Regions from separate parts of the Mus musculus genome. Here region 2 is linked to region 1. A link is a contact called in public ChIA-PET data. All regions are on one chromosome and are shown on one strand. The core of a region is the stretch at or near the end of the contact, and the rest is flanking DNA. Distances in the headings are between cores, read along the strand shown.

Region 1 (4,265 bases), core at 1,246-3,745:
CCACCCCATCTCCGCAGCCTGTCACAGGTGGCTACCCCCTCTTCGGCCAACAAGTGTCGCTCTTGGCTCACGGACTCCAATCTAGCTGGCTCCTGCTTCTTCCCTTTCTACCACCCTTCCTCCCCTGGCTTCAGTCCCCAGGCCTCAGTCCCACCTCCCCTGGGCTTCACTCTGCACTGATGACCCAAGCCCTCCCCCATCCCTTCGGTTTTGACCTCTCTGAAATCCACTTTGTTTATGTAACTGCTTCCACTAAGACCGGTCCACCGGTCACGGAGCTCAGCAAGAGCAGGTCAGTACCTATGCCCTGGGAACAAACAGAGCCTAGCAAAGAGATAAGCGGTCGCTTACAAGGTGAGGGTCAGAGGAGAGAATCGATTCCCACAGGTTGCCCTCTGACCCCAGCCCTCTCACGGTGGATGGCCAGCCCACATCCATACATTCGCACTCATGAGTAAATGAGTGTAATTTTATCTTTTTTGTTTGGTTGGTTGGTTTTTGGTTTTTCGAGACAGGGTTTCTCTGTATAGCTCTGGCTGTCCTGGAACTCACTCTGTAGACCAGGCTGGTCTCGAACTCAGAAATTCACCTGCCTCTGCCTCCAGAGTGCTGGGATTAAAGGCGTGCACCACCACGCCCAGCCGTAATTTTACATTTTAATGCAAAGTCTATTTATGAGGCTTACTGTTGGGGACGGGTATAGTGGCACAGGCCTTTCACTCTAGGGCTCAAGCCACAAAGGTAGGTCAGCCTGATCCCCATGGAGAGTTCGGGGACAGCCAGGACTACACAGAGACCCAGACTCAAAACAAATGAACGCGCTTGTCTACTCCAAGGATCTGACGCTGCTGCCGTCTGGCTTTGAAAGGTACCCGAGCTCGAGCACACATGTGCACATGCAGACACACACATAATTTACAATTTAAAAAAGGGAGCTAGAGAGGTGGCTCAGCGGTTAAGAGCACTTACTGCTCTTCCAGAGGCCCTGAGTTCAAATCCCAGCAACCGCATGGTGGCTCACAACCATCTCTAATGAGTTCTAATGCCCTCTTCTAGTGTGTCTGAGAAGAGCTACAGTGTACTCACATACATAAAATAAGTAAATCTTTAAAATAAAATAAAATAAGTCACTGGATGGTGACTTATTTTAAGTCACTTTTAATATTAAGCACTTGGGAGGCAGAGGCAGGCAGATCTCTGAGTTGGAGGCCAGCCTGGTCTACAGAGAAAGTTCCAGGACAGCCAGGGCTACACAGAGAGACCCTGTCTCCAAAGTAAATAAATAATAAATAAATAAATAAATAAATAGATAAATTAGTCTTGACTAGGTTGGAGCCCCTGCCTTTAATTCCAGGGCTCTAGAATTAGAAGCACACCCAGGGCCTTTTTGCAGTCAAAGCCAGCCCATTCTACATAGTTTCAGGCCAGCCAAGCTATACAGTGTAACCCTGTCATTCATATATATATGTATATGTATATATATATATGAATGACATCTCTTTGTTTGCTAGGAAGAACTAGTGTGCTGCGGAGCACATATGGAAATCTCCTTCCACCACACAAGTTCCAGGATTGACCACAAGTATCTTTATCCACTAAGCTCTCACCACCTGAAAAGCTCTTGTTAACACCGTATAGACTTCAGTGCTGGTGGTACCAAGACAGAGCCCCAGAGTTGGTAGTCTCCCTACAGAGAGGTTCCTTTGGCTGGGAACTTATAGTTAGATCTCAAACCCAGGACAAATGACTACCAGAGGTGCCTATTTAACATAGCAAAGCAACCCTGGCCCCAGGTTCTCCCAGCATCCCTCAGTCCCTGCCTGTTACAGGGCATGGCTGGCATACCCTAAATTTCTCCAGCCCAGAGGCTGGGGTGTTCTTCCCCAGCTGCCTTCCCTAGATAGCGCAGCCATTTTGGAAACTTGGCCTTACTCTTCCAGCCCTCTGTTCCCCTTTGCTCCCCTCTCCTCCCAGGGCCAGGTCTTGTTCACTCTGGACTCTCCAGGACTTCCCAGCTGCTGGCTCTCTCCCTCGCATCTACAATAAACCTCCTCTTCCACCATACCTACGAACACTGGTATCTTCTTTATTTTTTATTTTCTTTTTAAAGATTTATTTATTTATTTTATGTATATTAGTACACCATTGCTCTCTTCAGACACAGCAGAAGAGGGCATCGGGTCCCATTACAGATGGTTGTGAGCCTCCATGTGGTTGCTGGGAATTGAACTCAGGACCTCTGGATGATCAGTCAGTGCTCTTAACCGCTGAGCTAATCTCTTCAGTCTTATTTTCAATTTTTCATTCACTAATGTTCGCAAACATCAGTCCCCAAGTAGTTGGATCCTACCAATAACCAGAAAGCGACTTAGAAGGCACTTCCTCTCAGAGTCAGCTGGCCAGAGAGTCGACCTCAGGTGAGAGGGCCTGGGTTCTCACAGGAACTAAGGCACACTAACCACAAACGGTCTTAACTTCTGACCTCAAGGGTCATTCCCTCTCCGCCTGTCGCTCACACCAGGAGTTCCAAGGTCACTGAGCTAAGTGAAGCGCAGCCCTGCACGTTCTGATGTGACATCAATGACAGTTACCTCATCTGTCTTCCTCTTCTCCTTTTCTTTTTTTTCAGGAACTTGAAGATAGCTCAGGTAGACTGACATCCTTGACCCCTGACTGCTGCGTGTTATGACCTGTGGGTGACCTTTGACTCTGGCTAACCAAACCTCCACCCTTACTTCTAGCACGCTAAAAGCCCACACTTCCTACCAAGAGCAGTGAAGTTGGTTTACCATGTACAGACCAAAAGCTACCTTAGTTTCCCTCCACCTCCAACCACCCTGCTCCATTCCACAAATCCTCTAAATGCTAGGAAGAAATAAATAAATAAATTCTAGGCGGCTGGGTGGTGGTCCTGTACACCTTTAATCCCAGCACTGGGGAGGCAGAGGCAGGTGGAGTTCTGTGTGTTTGAGGCCAGCCTCGTTATCAGTGTGAGTTTCAGGACAGCCAGGGCTACACAGAGAAACCCTGTGCTGGAAAAAAAAAAAAGTTCTAGGCTACCCTAGGATACATGAGACTCTGTCTCCAAACAAACAAGAGCCCAAGAATAGTGGCTGTCTAGTGCCTTTAATCCTAGCACTTGGATGAAAACAGATCTCTATGAATCTATTGCCTGGTCTACAGAGCGAGTTCCAGGCCAGCCAGCCAGTGAGACCCTGTCTCAAAAACCCAAACAACAAAGCCCCCTTAAGTGTCTTGGCAGAGGCTTGTCTGTAGGGTGCTTAGGGTACACAGAACAAACCAGTCAGGAGCTGCATCTGCAATAGCCTAAGCAAGGCAGGGTGATGAGGGGATGGGGCCTGGGGTAGAGGCAGTGGCTGGTGAGGAATCCGGAACTAGGATGGATAGAATTTATTAAGAGGAAGGCTACAGGCTGGGAGAGAACCCAGAGGTGCTGGGGTGGGGTGGACTTATAGGAAACAGGAGTGCAGAAGGGCTTTGTGAGAAGTTAGGAGTTAGCCCAGAGATGTGCAAGTGGAACCACCTTATAAGAACCAGGAGTGTAGAGGGGCTGGAGAGGTGGCTCAGTGGTTAAGAGCACTGACTGCTCTTCTGAAGGTTCTGAGTTCAAATCCCAAGCAACCACATGGTGGCTCACAACCATCTTTACTTATTTATTATAATAAATAAATCTTTGGGCCAGAGCACTCAGGGACTGAGAGGACAAGCAGAGGTCCTAAATTCCCCAGCAACCACTTGAAGGTTCACAACCATTTGTATAGCTACAGTGTACTCCTATACACTAAATAAATAAATCTTGAAAGAAAGGAAGGAAGGAAGAAAGGAAGGAAGGAAGAGGCATACAAAAGGAGCTCGTTTCATGGCTCCAGGACACCGTGAAGCTGTGTTAGAACATTCTCTGTTATCCGTGGATGGAACCCCATTCTGTCCACAGCAGATCAGTGACGCAGCAAGTTTCCAAACAGAATTCGTGCACAGGCTGGGAGGCACAGGCTGGGAGGCACAGGCTGGGAGGTAGCTCTGCGGGCAAGAGTGCTTGTTGCACAAGCATGACAACCTGCGTGAAAATCTGCAGAGCTCACTTAAAGAGCCAGGTTAAAAAAAAAATCACCAGTAATCGCCATATGGAAGGAAGGGAAGGTTAGAGTCTGGAGGATTGCTGGGACTACAAGGCTAGCTTGAGATTCTGAGAGACCCTGTCTCAAGGGAATGAGGTCATGGGTCACAGAAGCCACCTGACTTCC
Region 2 (4,265 bases), core at 480-2,979, 95 kb after region 1:
CAGAAAATAAAGAAAAAAGGATTTCCTCTTCCCAGATATATCTAGGTTTGCATCAAATTGACACAAACAATTGCATTTATTTATTTATTTATTATTTTATATATTATGTGCTGTGTGGGGACACCTGCATGCCATGGTTACACATTTTAGGAGTTGGCTAAACAGTTTAGGAGTTGGTCCTCCTTCTACCACATGGGTCCTGAGGACTGAATCCAGGGGTCAGGCTTGGTGACAAGTGCCTTTCTTACTCTCTGGAGCCAGCTCCCTCGTCAGAAGCAGACTTGCTCATGTATGTTCGTGTGTAAGGGAAGTCACCCAGTCCCTCCTGCCTGTGAACTTACTTATTTTGAGGTGATTTTCATGTATCCCAAGCATGTCTTTGAACTCCTGGTCCTCCTGACTGTGACTCCAAATTACCAATCATACAAGAATACTGTGTCACCGGGCAGTGGTGGTGCATGCCTTTCATCCTAGCACTTGGGAGGCAGAGGCAAGTGGATTTCTGAGTTCGAGGCCAGCCTGGTCTACAGAGTGAGTTCCAGGACAGCCAGGGCTACACAGAGGAACCCTGTCTCGGAAAACAAAACAAAACAAAACAAAACAAAACAAAACAAAACAATGAACAAACAAAAGAATACCATGTCATACCTGGGCATGGATGCTAGCAAACATGGTTGCCTAAGCTACATCACCAGCCTCCAACGATTGCATTTATCGGACTGTTTCCGTGCAAGCAAGAGGCTGCTCATCACAGTGCTGTTTGCAATAGAAACTCATGGAAGACAGTTCTAGTGTTCAGTGAAACAGCGTGTGCAATTGGCTCTGAGCACCCTGGGTGAATAATGCATGCCTTACTGTGTGAGTGTATGTGTGTGTGTGTGTGTGTGTGTGTGTGTGTGTGTGTGTGTGTGTGTGTGTGTGTGTGTGTAGCGCGCACCAGCATGATCACTGTGCTCATGGAGAGATGGAAGGAAGCCTTGTAAGACTTGATTCTTTTCTTCCACATAGTCACTAGGTGGCTCCTAGTCCACCTAGTGGAGGTGGGCGGGGCAGAGCTTGGACTCAGGTGGCAATAAGCACCTGTAGCAGCTCAGCTAATTGCCTGTCCTCTACCCCACAGAACCGCCCAGCTTCAACAGCCAGCCTCCTGCTTCAGCGGTCTCAGTCCATGAAACTGGAATTACAATTGTGTGTCACTGGGCCTGGCTTATATTGAGTTTTCTAAATTGTCTTTTATTTCTGGTTATGATTTCTCTGATTAGGGGGAAGGGGAAACAACTAATGAGAACACCCCAGTTGTTAGGGAAAAACTAGGGGACAGATGCAGGTTATTCCTGAGCAGGGAGGAGAGTGACCACACCCCCACACACTCCACCCCCCCCCCCATCCCCCAGCTAAAGCCAGGTCCTTATTAGGCAGAGCGGTCCTTCCCCAGCTCAGTTTCCATCAGGAGTCCTTCCCCAAGCAACTCTCCTCCCCTTTTCACCGCGTGGCCAGCTGCAGCCCGCTCTCTCCTGGGGCCTCCCTTCTCCTTGGTAGCAGCGGCCCAGGCCAGGCTGCACATATGTACCTCGTTAGAGGCGGCCAGCACCAAAGCCGGCACATCTGGCTGCGGCGAGACAAAGTGCACTGCGGGGCAGCGAAGGGGAAGGTGCACGTCAGGACAGGGCCGCCGGGGCCGCTGACATCTGGACGGTGGAGGGTGGCCGGTGACCGGCTGCAGGCGTTGTGCTAGCCAACCTGGCCCAGGTCCCTCAGGGCGGCAGCGCTGAACTGTTGCTGGCTGGCCTTCCCCACCTGCAGGCTTTGGAGGCTGAACCTTGCAAAGGATGGAGGGGGCGGGCACTCTGCTGCTTGCGGAGGCTTGAGCCAGGGGATCTACTGTGAGAACAGGAGAGGAACATCGACTACCCAGCTTATGGTGGCCAGGCCCTGTGGCTGCAGGCAGCTGTGGGTCTCTCCTGGACTCCAGGACATCTGCAGGCCCCAGGTTGTATCACATGTCAGCTTCAGGGCCTGAGAAGCTCCGGGTTAGCCACCTGCGGGTTCCTGCCTTCTGGCTGCAGCAGCTGCTCCTAAGGTCCTCTCTGAAGTTGGCCGGAGATGAAAGTCACTGACCAACCAATGAAAGGCCAGAAAGCAACAGCCCAGTCCCAGCCCTTCCCAGCAGCCTTGGTCCACACTAAGTCTCTCCTGGAAGGGACCCCATTATCGTGGGAACGGCCAGTCCTGCTAGCCTATAATCCCCATTTCCCATCCCCATCCCCGTCCTGGTTCACTGCTGTGGGCAGAAGTGGCTATCCTAGAAAGAAGATACAGGGTTAGGGGCAGCCATTAGGATAGAAGCTCAGAGATGAGAGCATCCAGTGAGAGGGCTCAGACTCTTGACTATAAAACAGAATCCCAGACCTTCTCTGAGACAGGATCTCATGTAACTCAGGCTGCCCTTGGACTCACTGTGTAGCCCAGGTTACCCCTGAATTCCTGATCCTCCCTGCCTCCACCTCCCAAGTGCTGAGACTACAGGCACATGCCACTATATCTAGTTTTAGGGTGGAACTTCTTACACAAATAATCTAAGAAGGGGCTGGAGAGATGGCTCCAGGATTAAGAGCACTGGCTGCTCTTCCAAGCCACTTGGGTTCCATTGCCAGCACCCACACAGTGGTGGACATCCATCTGTCCCAGAGGATCCAACACCCTCTTCTTGGTCTTTATGGAGGTAAAAAGATCAGAAGTTCAAGGACATCCTGGGCTTCTGAGATACATAAGACTGTCTTAAAAAATAGACATTAATAAATATATAATCTGTAACAGAGATATAATGTTATTACATACATAACAGGAGGTATTGTTTTATACTTTTGGGAATAATCTTGTCTTTTGAGATGGGGTCTTATGTTGCCCTGGCTGGCCTGGAACTTACTGTTTAGACCAGGCTAACTTCAAACTCAGAGAGATCCACGTGCCTCTGCCTCCTGAGGGCTAGAATTAAAGGCATGGACCACCAATACAACTCTTTTTTTATTCTTGAGGCAGTGTCCTGTACTATAAATTGGGTTGGCTTGAAACTTCACCAGGTAGCCCCTGAAGGGGTGACAATCCCCCTGCCTCAGCATACCAAGTGTTGAGATTCTAAGCATGGACCCAACCATTAGTGCTTGGTTAATTTTTCAATTTATAGAAAAGTGGCAGAGATTTCCTCTAAACCCTTTACCCGTCCACTTCTTCAAAAATTAATGTGTTGCATAACTAGGGTGCAGTTGCCAAAGTTAAGAAATTAACCTTGGCACAGAACCATGAACTAAACCAGACCTTTCCTGATACTGTTTCCCCAATATATATGCGACTTACTGCTTGCCAGTTATCCACATTAGGAAATCAGGAAAATTAGCTAGCTATAGTAGAGGTAGAGGTAGAGGTAGAGGTAGAGGTAGAGGTAGAGGTAGAGGTAGAGGTAGAGAGGTAGAGAGGGTAGGTAGAGAGGTAGAGAGGTAGGTAGAGAGGTAGGTAGAGAGGTAGGTAGAGAGGTAGGTAGAGAGGTAGAGAGAGGTAGAGAGAGGTAGAGAGAGAGGTAGAGAGGGAGGTAGAGAGGTAGAGGTAGAGATAGAGTAGAGGTAGAGGTAGAGGTAGAGAGGTAGGTAGAGAGGTAGAGAGAGAGGTAGAGAGAGGTAGAGAGAGGTAGAAAGAGGTAGAGAGGTAGAGAGAGAGGTAGAGAGAGAGGTAGAGGTAGAGGTATAGATATTTTTCTGGGCATCTGTAATCCTAGAACTTGGGATATGTTGGGATATGTAGGCAGAAGAACCAGTAGTTCAAGATGAGCCTCAACAGTGTTCATATACATATACCTACACTCAGAAAGATACACACACACACACACACACACACACACACACACCACCCCCATACATACACACCACTCCCATACACACACACCACCAAACCTTGGTCTTCTGCAAGAGCAGTGCATGCTTTTAACTGCTGAGCCATCTCTTGCCTCCCTCCTTACATATTTTTGACAACAGAAGCAAGTACCAGTTGTTAAATTTAAGATGAAGTGAATGGTCAGCCGGGTAGCTCAGCGTGGAAAGGCGCTCGCTGCCACGGCTGACCCAGGATTGATCCTTGAAACCCACATGGCAGAAGGAGAGAGCTGATTCCTGCAAGTTGCCCTCTGACCTCCAGGTTCAGGCTGTGGTACTCACACACATGCTCCGCCCCCATCACCCTCCCGCCCTCCCCAAAAGATAAGTGTAAAAACATTT

The links. ChIA-PET counts read pairs in DNA pulled down with a chosen protein or histone mark.
Region 2: an REV-ERBa ChIA-PET map of liver shows a contact between it and region 1, with 12 times the contacts expected there. The contact joins two enhancer-like sites. A contact is called at or near these places in 4 of 39 promoter capture datasets (the C10 cell line, embryonic stem cells, liver and 1 more), 3 of 15 datasets of contacts at CTCF or cohesin (the NIH/3T3 cell line and embryonic stem cells), 17 of 484 Hi-C or Micro-C datasets (CD4 single positive thymocytes, CD8 T cells, CD8 central memory T cells and 8 more), 16 of 115 datasets of contacts at active chromatin or transcription factors (CD8 T cells, the HPC-7 cell line, bone marrow-derived macrophages and 8 more) and 4 of 9 other capture datasets (adipose tissue, embryonic stem cells, liver and 1 more).

The regions. Positions count from the first base shown.
Region 1 is chr17:29,509,146-29,513,410 of GRCm38.p6, reverse strand. No RefSeq gene overlaps it. Among named protein-coding and RNA genes, the nearest start is that of Gm26885, 20 kb to the right of the region's middle. Within about 2 kb of position 2,495, at least 59 of the 459 cell types and tissues checked have an H3K27ac peak or open chromatin away from gene starts, as enhancers often do. A contact at or near this core is called in liver, where this site is marked.
Region 2 is chr17:29,413,770-29,418,034 of GRCm38.p6, reverse strand. No RefSeq gene overlaps it. Among named protein-coding and RNA genes, the nearest start is that of Gm36199, 19 kb to the left of the region's middle. Within about 2 kb of position 1,729, at least 115 of the 459 cell types and tissues checked have an H3K27ac peak or open chromatin away from gene starts, as enhancers often do. A contact at or near this core is called in liver, where this site is marked.